3 separate regions of the Sus scrofa genome follow, and all the other regions are linked to region 1. The links are chromatin contacts, called in public promoter capture Hi-C maps. All regions are on one chromosome and are shown on one strand. The core of a region is the stretch at or near the end of the contact, and the rest is flanking DNA. Distances in the headings are between cores, read along the strand shown. Region 1 holds the start of NOLC1 (nucleolar and coiled-body phosphoprotein 1). Region 2 holds the start of CUEDC2 (CUE domain-containing protein 2). Region 3 holds the start of ACTR1A (alpha-centractin).

Evidence for each region. Promoter capture Hi-C pulls out the DNA fragments that hold promoters and counts their contacts.
Region 2: a promoter capture Hi-C map of liver shows a contact between it and region 1, with 3 times the contacts expected there. The contact joins the promoter of CUEDC2 here to the promoter of NOLC1 in region 1. A contact is called at or near these places in 3 of 5 promoter capture datasets (fetal skeletal muscle and liver), 2 of 47 Hi-C or Micro-C datasets (heart right ventricle and liver) and 1 of 2 datasets of contacts at active chromatin or transcription factors (alveolar macrophages).
Region 3: a promoter capture Hi-C map of liver shows a contact between it and region 1, with 5 times the contacts expected there. The contact joins the promoter of ACTR1A here to the promoter of NOLC1 in region 1. A contact is called at or near these places in 1 of 5 promoter capture datasets (liver) and 1 of 2 datasets of contacts at active chromatin or transcription factors (alveolar macrophages).

What each region holds. Positions count from the first base shown.
Region 1 is chr14:113,152,878-113,157,399 of Sscrofa11.1, reverse strand. It overlaps NOLC1 (nucleolar and coiled-body phosphoprotein 1), which reads right to left and starts at 2,781. Exons shown (of 13, transcript XM_005671408.3): 1 at 2,452-2,781. The coding sequence starts at 2,571.
Region 2 is chr14:113,442,242-113,446,646 of Sscrofa11.1, reverse strand. It overlaps CUEDC2 (CUE domain-containing protein 2), which reads left to right and starts at 3,004. Exons shown (of 9, transcript XM_003483550.4): 1 at 3,004-3,161.
Region 3 is chr14:113,496,843-113,501,276 of Sscrofa11.1, reverse strand. It overlaps ACTR1A (alpha-centractin), which reads left to right and starts at 2,483. Exons shown (of 11, transcript XM_001928877.5): 1 at 2,483-2,663. The coding sequence starts at 2,616. SUFU (suppressor of fused homolog) reads right to left here and starts at 1,276. Exons shown (of 14, transcript XM_021072750.1): 1 at 375-1,276; 2 at 255-372. The coding sequence starts at 435.

The DNA of each region.
Region 1 (4,522 bases), core at 1,532-4,031:
TTTGCTAAAGACCTTACATCTCTGTAAGACCTCTCCTACTTGTACATATTAGGAGAAAAATATTCTATACAGTTACTTCCCAATTTTTGGTATCAAAAACTTGGGCTGGGAGTTTACTTGTGGCATGGTAGGTTAAGAATCCAGTGTTGTCTCTGCAGTGGCTCGGGTCCCTGCTGTGGCATGGATTCAATCCCCGGGCCCAGGAATTTTCACATACTGCAGGCACAGCCACAAAAACAAAAACAAAGAAACAAAACAACCCTTGGGCTATTCCTGTAGTTTCTGGCATCATCTATTCCGCTGCCTGACAATTCTATTTATCAAAGGCTTTAAAAACATGCATTCTATTTACTCTAGCAGTGTTATTACCCAAGAATTAATCCTGACCACAAGACAAACACCTACACAAAAGGACATTTGCTACAACGTGGCTTAATCCCAAATCATTGGAAACCAACCTCCAAGAGAAGATTGGTAAAAAGCTATGTTACATATTCAGTACAGAATTACATTCAGCTATCAATTATACTGATATTTATTAGAAGTTGGTGTCCTCCAAAAGGGCAAGTCATTACAGTACATACAAGACCATAGGCTCAGAGTTGGATGAGTAAATGTGAAACTCACCTCTGTCAGTTATTACTGTGTGACCCTGAGCAAATCTTTTAATCTTTCTGAGACTTTTTTCTTCCCTATAAGATAGATAATACTACACATCTTATTAAGTTGTTGAAAAGTTAAGAGATAATACTTAAAAAGGGCCTAGCTTGGAATTCCCACTGTGGCACCATTGCGCAGCCTCTTAGGAGTGCTGGGACACAGGTTTGACCTCAGCCTGCCACAGCGGGTCAAGGATCCAGTGTTACCCCAGCTATGGCTGGGATCTGATCCCTGGCCCAGGGAACTCCATATGCCTGAGGGGCAGCCAAAAAAGAAAAAAAGAGAGCTTAGCATCTGACCCTACCCTCCACAGATCAGCTTTTGCCACATAAAAAAGATTTTTGAGGGAGTTCCTGTCCTGGCACAGCAGAAAGAAATCCCACAGCAGAAAGAAATCCCACGTGAGGATGCAGGTTTGATCCCTGGCCTCGCTCAGTGGGTGGGGGATCCGGCCTTGCTGTGGCGTAGGTCAAAGACACGGTTCGGATCCTGAGTTGCTGTGCCTGTGGTGCAGGCTGGCAGCTGGAGCTGATTCAATCCCTAGCCTGGGAACCTCCATATGCCATGGGCGTGGCCCTAAAAAGCAAAAAAAGTAAAAAAAGTAAAATAAAAAAAGATTTTTGATTCTGAAAGGCCCAATTTCATCCAGCCTACTGCGGAAAGGCTCGATCTACCACAAAGAACAAGTCCATCCTCCTAGTCAAAGACCAAGACCACCAAGATTACCATTCCACTCTACCCTCTCTCAAGGTGTTTTTGCATGTAGTCATGCCAGCTTTCCTTGAGATGTAGATTACAAACCTTTCACATTCCTGGTCATCACCCTTTACCTGTACTTGGAACATCCTAAGTTACCGTAACTAAGATAAGAGCATTCATTCACTGATGCTTCCTGAGCACAAAGCACTGGTATTGCCACTTAGTATATATCTTGCTACTGAAAATCACAAAACTCCTACAAAGCAACGAAAACTTTTTTTTTGGTTGCGGCCACTGCATGTAGAAGTTCCCTGGCCAGGGATCAAACCCTCACCACAGCAGGAACCCAAGTAGCTGCAGAGACAGTGTCGGATCCTTAACATGCCGCACCAAGAGAACTCCAAAAATCCTATTAAGTGCATGATGACATCGCCACAGAAGTCAGATTCAGAGAGGCTAGGCAAGCTGCCCGGGATCATACATTTTTTTAAGCAGAGGCTGTTCCCAAACTTAGACTTGTCTGATGCCAGAAGTTAAGAGTCAAGCTCACAGCTATGCCTCGAAGAGCTATGATGCTCAAGCCTACCTCAGTATAACTAGAAGCAGAACCCTGCCTGCCTCTACTCTCGTTCCCTTTCTTACTAAGGAAAATCCCAGCCTTCATTATTTCTAAAGCAATTTCATTTGTGTTTCAAATTTGAGAGTTAAGGTCCAAGTCACGCTTGGCATCAGCTAAGATAAAGCACAAAGAAGGAACCAGGAGCCTCCAATGCCTCTGGTGGGACACAGCGCTCCCTTCTCGCAACATTGTCAGCCACGTGACCTAGGCCACGCGGGTCCCACGCTGCTGCTGCCGCCGCCGCCGCCTCACCTCTCACCAAAAAAAGCAACAAGGCTTGTCGCTGAGTAGTAAGACTTCGTGGAAGAGATGCCGGCATTCCAGGGTTTCTCTGGACACTGCCGAGAGCTCGGCACAAAGGCCCAAAACACTGGGCTGGAGGACCCCACAGACCTCCTTACCTGCAAACCTAAGCATGTCAGGGCCCAGAGCCCTGTGGTCATCCCCCCTTATGTCCCAAACCCGGAACTCACAACGCCTGTTGCCTTGGCGAACTTATTGGCCACGTCCGAGAGCTGGTTATCACGCAGAAAGCCGAGCACGAGAGGATACAGGTCGCTAGGAACCACGCGGCGCAAGCCGGCGTCCGCCATCCTCCGGACAATACGCGTCACTACCGTCGCGGACGCACACGACTCAGGAACCCGGAACAGGAGGGGCTGAGACGGGCCAGTGTGATGCCTCCGCGCTGCGCGGGACACAGCGGAAGGGGCGGGCACACGCCGCAGGGCCTTCCCGCTCCCGCCTTGGAGGCTGGGTAAAGGCGAAATCTATGAACTCTTTCCGGTCCCACGAGTGTCGCCATCTTGGTTAGGGCGGAGCCCGCCCTTCGGCTACTTTGTGGAGGCGGAGCCCTGACGTCAAGGGGTCACGCCCTAGAGATGTGGCGGGAAAACTCCGGAGTTCTCGCGCCCAGCCTTTCTAAGCCTTTCAGCCGCAGCCACATTTCCTGGGGTGGTGGTTACCTGCGCCCCTGACTTGTGGATGCCAGGGTAAGGAGTGGGCTGGGGAGACCGAGCTGACTTTGAACTCCCTTTAGCTTGGTCACATGACTTCCCATACTGCTTCTATCGGTGCTGCCAGTGGATTCCCACCCTTCATCTTCACTGTCTCCGACACCCTGGGAGGCCCTTTCTCAGGGTATCACACCAACCTCTGCACTCCCATCTCCATTACAGGATTCTTCAGATTATCCGTTGTAGTGATGAGGTGCTGATCTTCAAAACTGCCCCTTCCAAAATTACGACTTGCCCTTGAGACAGCCTTTCTTCTTTTACTTATACAGCCTTAAGTCAGTTCCATGAAGGGAAAAGCGGTTTTGCACCAAATCTGAGTGACAGCAGCAATCTCTTCAAATCTAGAACCCTGAAAATGACCCTTCCACTTTCACACCCGGTACTCTCCCTGGGGGAAAACTAGAAAACCCTTCAACTGGAGTTCCCTCAAGGCTCAGCAGGTTAAGGATTCCTTGTCACTAGTGTGGCTCTGTGACTGCTGTGGCAAGAGTTGAAGCCCTAGCCTGATAAGTCCTGCATGCCTTGGGCACAGGCAAAACCAAAAACAAAACAAGGAGTTCCTGCTGTGGCACAGGGGGTTTAAGGATCTGAGTTAGGATCTGGTGTTGCCACAGCTGTAGCATAGGTTACAGCTGCAGCTTGGATTCAATCTCTGACCAGAGAACTTCCATATTCCATGGGTGTGGCCATTAAAATAAAAACAAAAAAACGCAATCCCTGTCATGAGTACTCAAATATCAATCAGTGCCCAGGCCTGCCAAATAAATTCTATCACGTTTCAGTTCACATTAGACAGCAATCCTTTCAGTCCTATCCACTACCTCTCGATTACTTCCCATTCACGCCCTTCAGGAAAGTAAGGCTCCACTTTCTAAAGGGACACACCTTTCCTTTGCCTTCATCAAAACAGGCACTCCCCTGTCCTTGGTATAATTCCTCTTCCCCAAAGATCTATCTTCCCGCATGCATTCTTTAAACACCTGAGCACTTGCTGAACACCAAGCATTGTGTGTGGCTCAAGCTAATAAGGTCTGTGTACACACAAGCTTCGGTTTAGAAAACCTTTATTTGGAATATGTGTGGGGGTACTTTGATATTAAAATTACTTCCTGGACCAGTAGCACCAGCATACTCTTGATGGAAATGCAGAGATCAGACCCCCTACCCCATAAGTCAGAATCTGCATTTTTTTTGTTGTTGTTTTGGGGGCCACACCAGCAGCCCCTGGAAGTTCCTGGGTCAGGGATTGAACCCATGCAACAGCAGCAACCTGAGCCACTGCAGTGACAATGCCAGATCCTTAACCCACTGAACCACCAGTAAACTCCCAGAACCTGCCTTTTAAAAAGCTCTCCAGATGATTCAAATGCCCTTTTAGTTTGAGAAGCACTGCCCTAGATGACTGATTTTACCAACAACACCCTTGAGCAGTTTGAAGTCTAATAGGATTTTTGCATCTGACCAAAGAGGGATCCTAGGAACTAGAGAGGCAAGCATGTCTCTTTTATGTTCAGAGAAGAAAAGTGAT
Region 2 (4,405 bases), core at 1,755-4,254, 290 kb before region 1:
GGGCCCAGATGTGGAACTGGATGGGCAGGGCGCTGGGGAAGAGCTAGAACATGTACATTGAGAAGGGACTCTCTCTAGAGACTGAGGGGCTTCCTGAGCCAAAGGGGACCCACCCACTGTGGATTCCAAAGATAGAGGCCTAGGAGTCCCAGCTCCTTGAAAACCTCCCCATGTGAAGATCTGAAGTACCTGGGATAGATAGGGCAGTGGATGAGAAAGAGTCCCCTGAAACACACAGTGACTTTCTTGAGAGTTAAACTGAGGGCTGAGGTGCAGGGCAGAGTGGCAGTCTATCCCTAGAGAGGAAAAGGCAAGCCGGCAGATCAGGAGCCACCCTACCCCCACCCTGCTTGAGTTGAGAGAAAGGGGCCGCACTTACCCATGAAGCCTCTTCTCTCCCTCCTGGAGCTGGATCTGCAGAGATGCTCCCAGAGAGTGCTTCTTAAATAGGGCCCCCACCCGCCCCAGCCAACTCCCGCCCCCGCCCCATCCTGGTTCTTCTGAGAAAGGAGGAAGGTGTGGGAGGGCCGGGCACCCTGCCCAGAGAACCCTTTCTGACCTCAAGCAAGAGCAAGATAAAAAGCAGAGACCCCCTACTTACCCCCCCATCCTTCCAAGCATCCCCTTCCTTACCTCAGTGTCTGAATGAATCCTTCCCACCCCCTGAGACCAGCCAGCTGGGTCCTTTCTCTGCTCTTAATGTCTGGGAAATAGGCCCTTTATGCCTAGTACGAGCCCAATTCCTCATTCTGAGGTTGGATGTTGGGGAATTGATATGCTAGAGGAAGCTTCAACAGAGGCTTCTAACTTTCCCATCAGCTGAGGGGACGCAGCATCAGCTGCAAAATTCGTTTGACAGAATGGGGAGAGAGGAGGTATCATTCCATCTCCTTTCACCCCTTGTGGCTTCAAGCAGCATCCAAAGTGTAGGTGGAATTTGTTCCCATCCTGGAGAGAGAGACATTGAGACCTGAAGGGACTTAAATTTCAACCAGCTATGGAATGCTGAGCAGGACAAGCATTCCTGTTTTTGTTTTGTTTTGCTTTTTGTCTTTTTGCCATTTCTTAGGCTGCTCCTGTGGAATATGGAGATTCCCAGGCTAGGGGTCCAGTTGGAGCTGTAGCCACCAGCCTACGCCAGAGCCACAGCAACTTGGGATCCGAGCCTTGTCTGCGACCTACACCACAGCTCACGGCAACACCGGATCCTTAAGCCACTGAGCAAGGCCAGGGATCAAACCCACAACCTCATGGTTCCTAGTCGGATTCGTTAACCATTGCGCCACGACGGGAACTCCTAAGGATTCCTGTTGGAGCCTCTGTCTTACCGTTTGTGTGTCATTGTGTCTGTGGTGCTCCTTCTCCTCAGGCCACCCTCTGTCCTCTGACTCCAGAACTTTACCCTTGCTGCACAGAGTTGAGACCCTTCCCCCAGAGTTTGAGCTGGGAATTGAGGGCCCCCCCCAAGAGGTCCTTCCCATCATCCTTCCCAGAAAGGAAAGCTCAGGAAGGTCTTTCCAATGATAATATGTAGCTACATCCAAATGCCATTCAAGAGACAGAAGGTGGGGGAGGGAAAGGTACAGTCAGCCTCAGGGATGGCCACAAGGGTCTTGGGCCAGGACTAGGGACAACTCTATTGAGGAAACCTGAAAATTCCCGTAATGGGGATGGTAGGGAGAGAAGAGTCATCAGTGTTGTGCAATGAAGGGGAAGCGGGGGATGGGAGCTGGGGGAGGGGAAGAATGGCCACATCTATAGAGGGCTGGCAGCTACCCATCACCCCCTTCCCAGGGGCCTGCTTGGCTAGAGTTCAAAGTGGTTGTCACCCGACCCTTCATTAACCCCCGCAGTGCCAGGCTGGCAGCAGCAGCGCTTTTATGGGAGACATGAGGCCAAAGGTGCTCCCTCCTTCCTTCCTGCCTCCCCTTTCCTGCCTCTCTCCCCAGCAACCAACATCTTGCTGACTTTGAGGCCAGAGGATCCTGCGGGGAGGTGGGAGATTGCAGTGAGGAGCAGGACTGGAAGAGGAGCAGTGATCTCTTTTTTCTCCATGCTTTGGCACCACCTCTGTCCTTAGGGAAGAGAGAATGGGACTTTTTACCTTGGACTGTGAGCTCCTGAGGGTAAGAACAGTCTCTGGGTCGCCAGTACCCCACAAGGGGACTAGCCCTGAAAAAGAACTCATCCCTGCTGATTGGTGATGCACTAGTTTATCCTTGAAGGGAACTCACCCTCATGACCACTGAAGGGTTCCTGAGAGAGAAGGCTGTGGGCTTCCCCATAGGGTAGCACAGTGAAGCTGTGGCAGCAGGAGCAGAAAGAGGAAGCTGAGGCCTTACCGGGTACTGGCGTTCAGCTGTCCTGTGCTATATGAGAAGCCCAGCCAACAGAGGCATGAAGGCACTGGGGGTGGGCATGGCCTGCAGGCTACCCTGGATCTGGGCTCAGGTGGATCCTCACTCAGAGCACCTCCTCACCCCTTTCCAAAACAGGCTCCTAGCCCTGAAGACACCCTAACCTTGGGGAGACATCGCTGTTAAGGGAATGCAAAGGAGACAGATATGGTGGGGAAGTCAGGACCTAGGAGTCGATGGGTGACAGGGCTTGAACCTGGACTGGACACGAAAGGGGAGAGACCCTGGGATTTGGGGAAGAACACCAGGTCTAGGTGCAGGGCCACCAGAACCAACCGGGAAGCCACGAGTCTTTCCATGGGTGGAAGGACGGGAGAGACAAAGAGAAGGGTGGTGGTGGGGTAGCTATAGGACTTGAGGGCGGAGACTTGGGGGCGAGGAAATACTGCAGATGGGAAGACACTGGGTGGGGTCAAAATGTTCTCCATCTCCCGCCGCTGACAAGGAAGTAGGCGCGGATTCAATCAGTCGCTGAGACTCCACCCACTGGCGGGACCTCCACGCTTAGCTCCTCCCTACCCTCAACAAAAATGGTCGCCGCAGGAGCCCGTCCAAATTCGTGAGACAAATGAAAGGGAGTGCAGAAGCTCCGCCCAGTTGTGGGCAATGCCCTTCTTAAAAATGGCTACCACAGCGCTAGTGTAAAAACACCGCTCTGGGCCCCGCCTTTGATCTCGTTGGTGGGGCTGGGGGATGAGAGCTGCATCGTGCGGGACAAGTCGCCGGCGGCGCCCGACGGAGCAGGTGATTTCCCCTCCAGGCCCCAACCCAGGGCTAGGAGAGTCTCGGAGAGCATTGACCCAGGGTACCTGTCCGGTGTGTCTCCCCACGGTACCCCCGGGGACCGCCGGACCCCCATCTCTGATTCTCGCTGTGGCCTGTATCAAGGCACATCCCAGCTTGCTCGGGCCTCCCTCCTCATATGTCCCCAGGGCCTCAACCGCATCCCATTGCCCTCGGGTCCGCTATTCTGGACCCTTACGGGTACACTGCTCTCTTGTTTAGGGAGCTCTTGCTTCAGGGGTCGGCCATCATCCCACTTCCTGTACTGCAGCCTGACTTTGAATACCGGAATCCCTTGTATACCCCTTGGTGTCCTTGGCACCTCTAAGACCTAACTTGAGAGTCAGGAGATGTCGTCTGGAACCTGTGTTATGAGACTAGGACCCCAGGAGCTGGGTTTCACAGGGGCTGGGAAAAGCAGTGAAGACCTCGTTTCTAGACCCTCTGAATGCCCCAGGACTTCTTCCACGCTGCTTCCAGGACTCCTCCTACCAAACCGCCTTGTGCTCTCCCTCCACCTTGGGCACCTCCCCACCCCAAGGGAACAGTATGGTACTCCTTCCCCTAGTCTAACTTCATTTTGCCCAAGGGTTCTATTTGGAGCATCTGGAGAGTCCAGGCCTGTGCCTGGTCCTGGGGATGTTCTCAGGCAATGAGGATAGGGCAGTAGGGTTGACTGCAGGGAGGAAGTGAGTCCTGCCGAGTGAGAGGCAAAGGGAAAGACATTCTGAGTGGGGAGAAAGAACAGATTCTTGAGGTAGGCAAGAGGGCCAGACAAGCAGGAGAGAAAGATCAGAATATAGGCTGAGGAGAGACCGTTTGCATTGAGAGGTGGTGTAGTATAGTGGTTAACAAGGAGGGTTCTGCCTTGGTATAACTCTGCCATTAACTTACTTTGTGACCCTCAGTGCCTCTGTTTCTTTTTGTGTAAATGGGATAATATGATATATTACTATCTAAATTTTAGGGTAATTGTGAGGATTAGGTGTTAATACATGTAAAGTGCATAGAACAATCCCTGGCAGATTGTAAAGAGTTGATAAATACTAAATATTACTACCATCATCAGAGGTGTTTAAACAGGACTCATGACAGGATGACAGACACATTTCACATGTGCCACTAACCAGAGAATCGTGATTTGGAGGCCCCGGGGTTCTGTGGTCCATATTTAGAATTTGAAAAATCTCATTGGGGAGCTCCCC
Region 3 (4,434 bases), core at 1,234-3,733, 340 kb before region 1:
ACTCTATTCTCCTAATCCCAGTTTACCCTGCATCCACCCCCCTCGTTAACCCTTCGCTACCCAAAGGCTTCGTTAACCCCTTTGTCCCCATTCCTAACTTGAGCCTTAACTTCTTCCCTCTCAGCAGGAAGCCCTCCTTCCAAGTGCTTTAACCATTCTCCTTCCCCCTCCTCTTCCCCGCAAACTACTTCGCCCTCGGCGCTTTAACCCTTCCCAGCCCGCCCCTGTCCATCTCCCCACGGCCCAAGACATACCAGTACTTGACGATAGCGGTAACCTGGAGCGGGTTCGGCTGGTCAGGGTAAAGGCGGCGGCACTCTCCGTAGATGGCGTGCAGTCCCGGGGGGAAGAGAGAGGCGAAGGCCGGAGGGCAGTAGGGCCAGGGGCCGGGGGCGCAGCGGGGCCGGGGGCACCGCTAGGCCGCAACTCCGCCATCGGGGCGCGTAGGGCGCTGGGGGGACCGGGGAGGGCAGACGACGGGGAGAGCGCTGACGCGCCAGCAGGCGGACTCCCTGGGTGCGACTCCCGGAGGCGATGGGGGCTGCAGCGAGGTCTAAGCTCCGCGCCTGCGCAAGGCGCACCGTCCGCCCAGGCAAGCGACGGCCAGAGGGTGCCTCGGGGGCCGCGGGGCGCTCAGGGGGGCGGGGCGGCGGCGCGCCCTATTCCGACATCCATTGGCTAGTATCTTTGCCAGTCACAGGTGGGAAAGGCGTGACTTGACAATAGGTCCCGCCTCCCTCTCCCTGTTTAAGGGGTGTCCCGAAGCTCTTGGCCTCCCCTAGTGTTAGGAGGAACTCAGGTTTAAATAGAGATGCTGGCGCGTCTTTCTGAGGTGCTAGGGTCGCACCAAAGCGCTGGGAAGTGCGTGGGTAAAGGGCTTGTAATTGTTCTGCGGTCACTCTAAGAAGGATTGTTAAACAAATCTGGCAATGGATTGATTCATTCGTTCGTGTAGCATTAGTTTTAACAGTAAAAATCTGAATGTTTCCTACCGTCTTTGAATGTCCATTGACCAGATTGACACCAACACCGCCAAACTCGAGGGTCATATGTTGAAATATCTATTTTGAATTTCTGCTAGAAAGTAACAGGACTTAGATAAATTAGGATCGATTAAATATCCTGACTAAAGGGTCAGGACTATTAACTAAAGGGTCCTTGCAACTTGAAGGGCGGGAGGAAATACTCTAGACACTGGGCTCAATTAGAAAGCAGTGATGGAGTTCCCGTCGTGGCTCACTGGTTAACGAGCCCGACTAGTATCCATGAGGACTCGGGTTCGATCCCTGACCTTGGTCAGTGGGTTAAGGATCTGGTGTTGCCGTGAGCTGTGGCGTAGATCACAGACTGGGCTCGGATCCTGGGTTGCTGTGGCTGTGAAATAGGCTGGCAGCTACAGCTCCAATTCAACCCCCAGCCTGGGAACGTTCACATGCCGCGAGTGCGGCGCTGAAAAGACCAAAAAAAAAAAAAAGAAAGGAAGAAAAAAATAGAACCTCTTTTCGCTTCCATTTTCTCATTCATCAATGTGAATCCTTATGAAAATTAAAGATATGCTAGAGCAGTTCCTGAAGCTGGAAGATGAACGTCGTTTTAATGGCCAAAATATCATCTATACCAGTAGCGCCAAATGCCAGTCTTTAGATCAATGTTAGCATGTTGCATTACAACTATCCAGGAAAAAAATGCAAAAATCAACAAAAATGTTCTTTTACCGCAAAAGCAAATTTTATGTAATTTAAACTACTTTCCTCTATTCTCTGAATATGTTCCTCCCTGTGTATTTGTGTGTATTAGAAGTTACTTTTATTAGAGTGCTATAGTGATATATGTTTGTTTTTTTTTTTTTTTTTTTTTTTTTTTTTGGCTTTTTTTTTGTTGTTGTTGTTGCTATTTCTTGGGCCGCTCCCGCGGCATATGGAGGTTCCCAGGCTAGGGGTCCAATCAGAGCTGTAGCCACCGGCCTACGCCAGAGCCACAGCAACGCGGGATCCGAGCCGCGTCTGCGACCTACACCACAGCTCACGGCAACGCTGGATCGTTAACCCACTGAGCAAGGGCAGGGATCGAACCCGCAACCTCATGGTTCCTAGTCGGATTCGTTAACCACTGCGCCACGATGGGAACTCCATGATATATGTTTGTTAATGTCTTATAGACCCATATAAAAATATGGCAACCTTACGTTGTCCAGGGGAAGTGGTGGAGAGTGGCAGGACTGATCTGTAAAAGCCAAACATCCACAAGTTACTGATCAATCCAAACCGAACTACAGACAAATACTACATACTTCAGGAGGCACTGGGAATCCCTCCCAATGGACTACAGATTCTGGTAGGCAATGCAATCAGCGTCCCTTTCTATTTAATCTATAGAGACTACAAAGCCCAACACACCGTGCGCCGGAAACGCGATGCCGTGTCACTTACACTAGGCGGGGCTCCGAAGCAGCTAAATACAATGCAGAGCCTTCTGGGTATTGTAGTTCTTCGAAAGCGAGGTCGGGCCGCTCCCTGGCCGTCCGGTACTGGAGGCCAGACTGCGCATGCGTTTCAGTGGCGTTAGCGGCAGACCGGTCTGGCAGTTCCTTCCTCGGAAGGAGAGATTCCTCTGCCATGGAGTCCTACGATGTGATCGCCAACCAGCCTGTCGTGATCGACAACGTGAGTTGCATCCCCCTAGAGGGACTTATGCTCTCCTCCTCGAAGGGATCGCTTCCCGGGTTTCAGCCTGGGCCGCCGGTTCTTTGTCACTGGCCCGGCCTGTCAGGCGGGTTCAGCCGCCGCCGCCTCCTTCCTCCCCCGACCCGTAATCCACAGGCAGGGCGGGCCAGCCGGCCATCAAGCATGGGATGGAGAACCCTGGGATGGATAAAGGGAAGGGTTATAGTCCGAGCCGGGTCCTTGGGCCCCTGGCTAGAGGGGCCTTAACCTCTCTGTGAGAGCCCGGCGTCCGCCCCGTCCCAGCTTCCGATAACTCTATAGGCTGTTCTGGCTGTCCATCTTGGCCAATGACCCCGCCTCTGGGCCTTGCCGGATGAGGGCAGCCCTCTGCAGTGATTGGCTCGCTCTCCTGCCTTTCTTCCCGGCCGCCATAGTATTTCCCCCCTTTAAGGGGCGGGGCGGCGCTCGAGGGCCGTGGGGATTGGTTTCGGGGCCTCGGAGTGGTGGGGCCTGACCCGCTAGGGCCCGCCCGGGAGTGGAGAAGGGCTAAGCTTCCTTCGGTCCCCAGACGGGCCCGCGGCTTGGCGGTATGTTTGGGTGGGGCTCGAATGTGTGGTGCCAGAAATGGCCTTAGGATTTCAGTTATTTCTGTGATTTTAAATTACAACGTTAATAAATGTTGAGAAGAAAGGGGAGTGACAAAGCAAGTAGGGGGTTACCTTTCTCTTCGAAACGCCTAGTTGCTGTGGAAAAAAAAATAACTAAACGTATTTGCCAGGCGCTGTAGCGCTTACACAGGGGTTTCACATGCATTCAAATTGGATCCTCACCAATTTGAGGTGGATAGTTAAAGCAGGACGTTTGATCCTCGTTTTACGAATGAGAAAACTGAAGCGCGAAGAGGTGAAGTGAGCCCAAGGTCGCACAGTAGTGGTGCCCTAAATCCAGTGCTTTATCCGCTATTCTTCTTGCTAGTACCCATGCAGGTGCATCAATAGTGACAAATGGAAAGAATCTAAATACTGCTCTTATTTTTGGCGGAGAGAAGCAGTTGTATAAAACTGAATTTCTGTCTTTCCACGGAAAGGTTGGGTTGATACCTTTCTGTTCCTCTTCTAAGTCCCTCCATTGAGGCACAATTGCCAGTTTCCTTTGTCCTAAGCTGACTGTCACATTCACTCTGCTGATTCAGCCCTTGGGATCTTTGGCACGTTGCAAGGTCCTTTAACTTGCATCATCTTTTGTGTGTGTGTCTTTTTAGGGCCGACCTGCGGCAGATGGAGGTTCCTAGGCTAGTGGCTGAATAGGAGCTGTAGCTGCTGGCCTACACCACAGCCATGACAATGCTGGGATCAGAGCTGCATCTGCGACCTACACCACAGCTCACGCAAGCCGGATCCTTAACCCACTGAGCCAGGCCAGGGATCCAACCTGCATCCTCATGGATGCTATTCAGATTCGTTTTCCCTAGACAGGAACTCCTGAATCTTCTTTAGGCTTCAACTCTGATAGGTAGTTAGGGCTTACTAGTCCCAATTGAAATATGAAGAAAAATGAGGCTTGGGGAGGTTAAATAACAAACAGTATTCAAACCAGCTGGGTTATGAGTTGAGGTGCCAAGACTCAGATTAAGACTGGGTTCTAAATTCCTCATTTTTTCCAATGAAAGATGCTTTTTGGTTAGTTAGCTTTCCTTCTCTTTAGGAAGGAGGTTGAGCTCAGTGAGAGACCTCATTTTAGGGAGGATTTTTGTTTGTTTCCTTCACCAGAC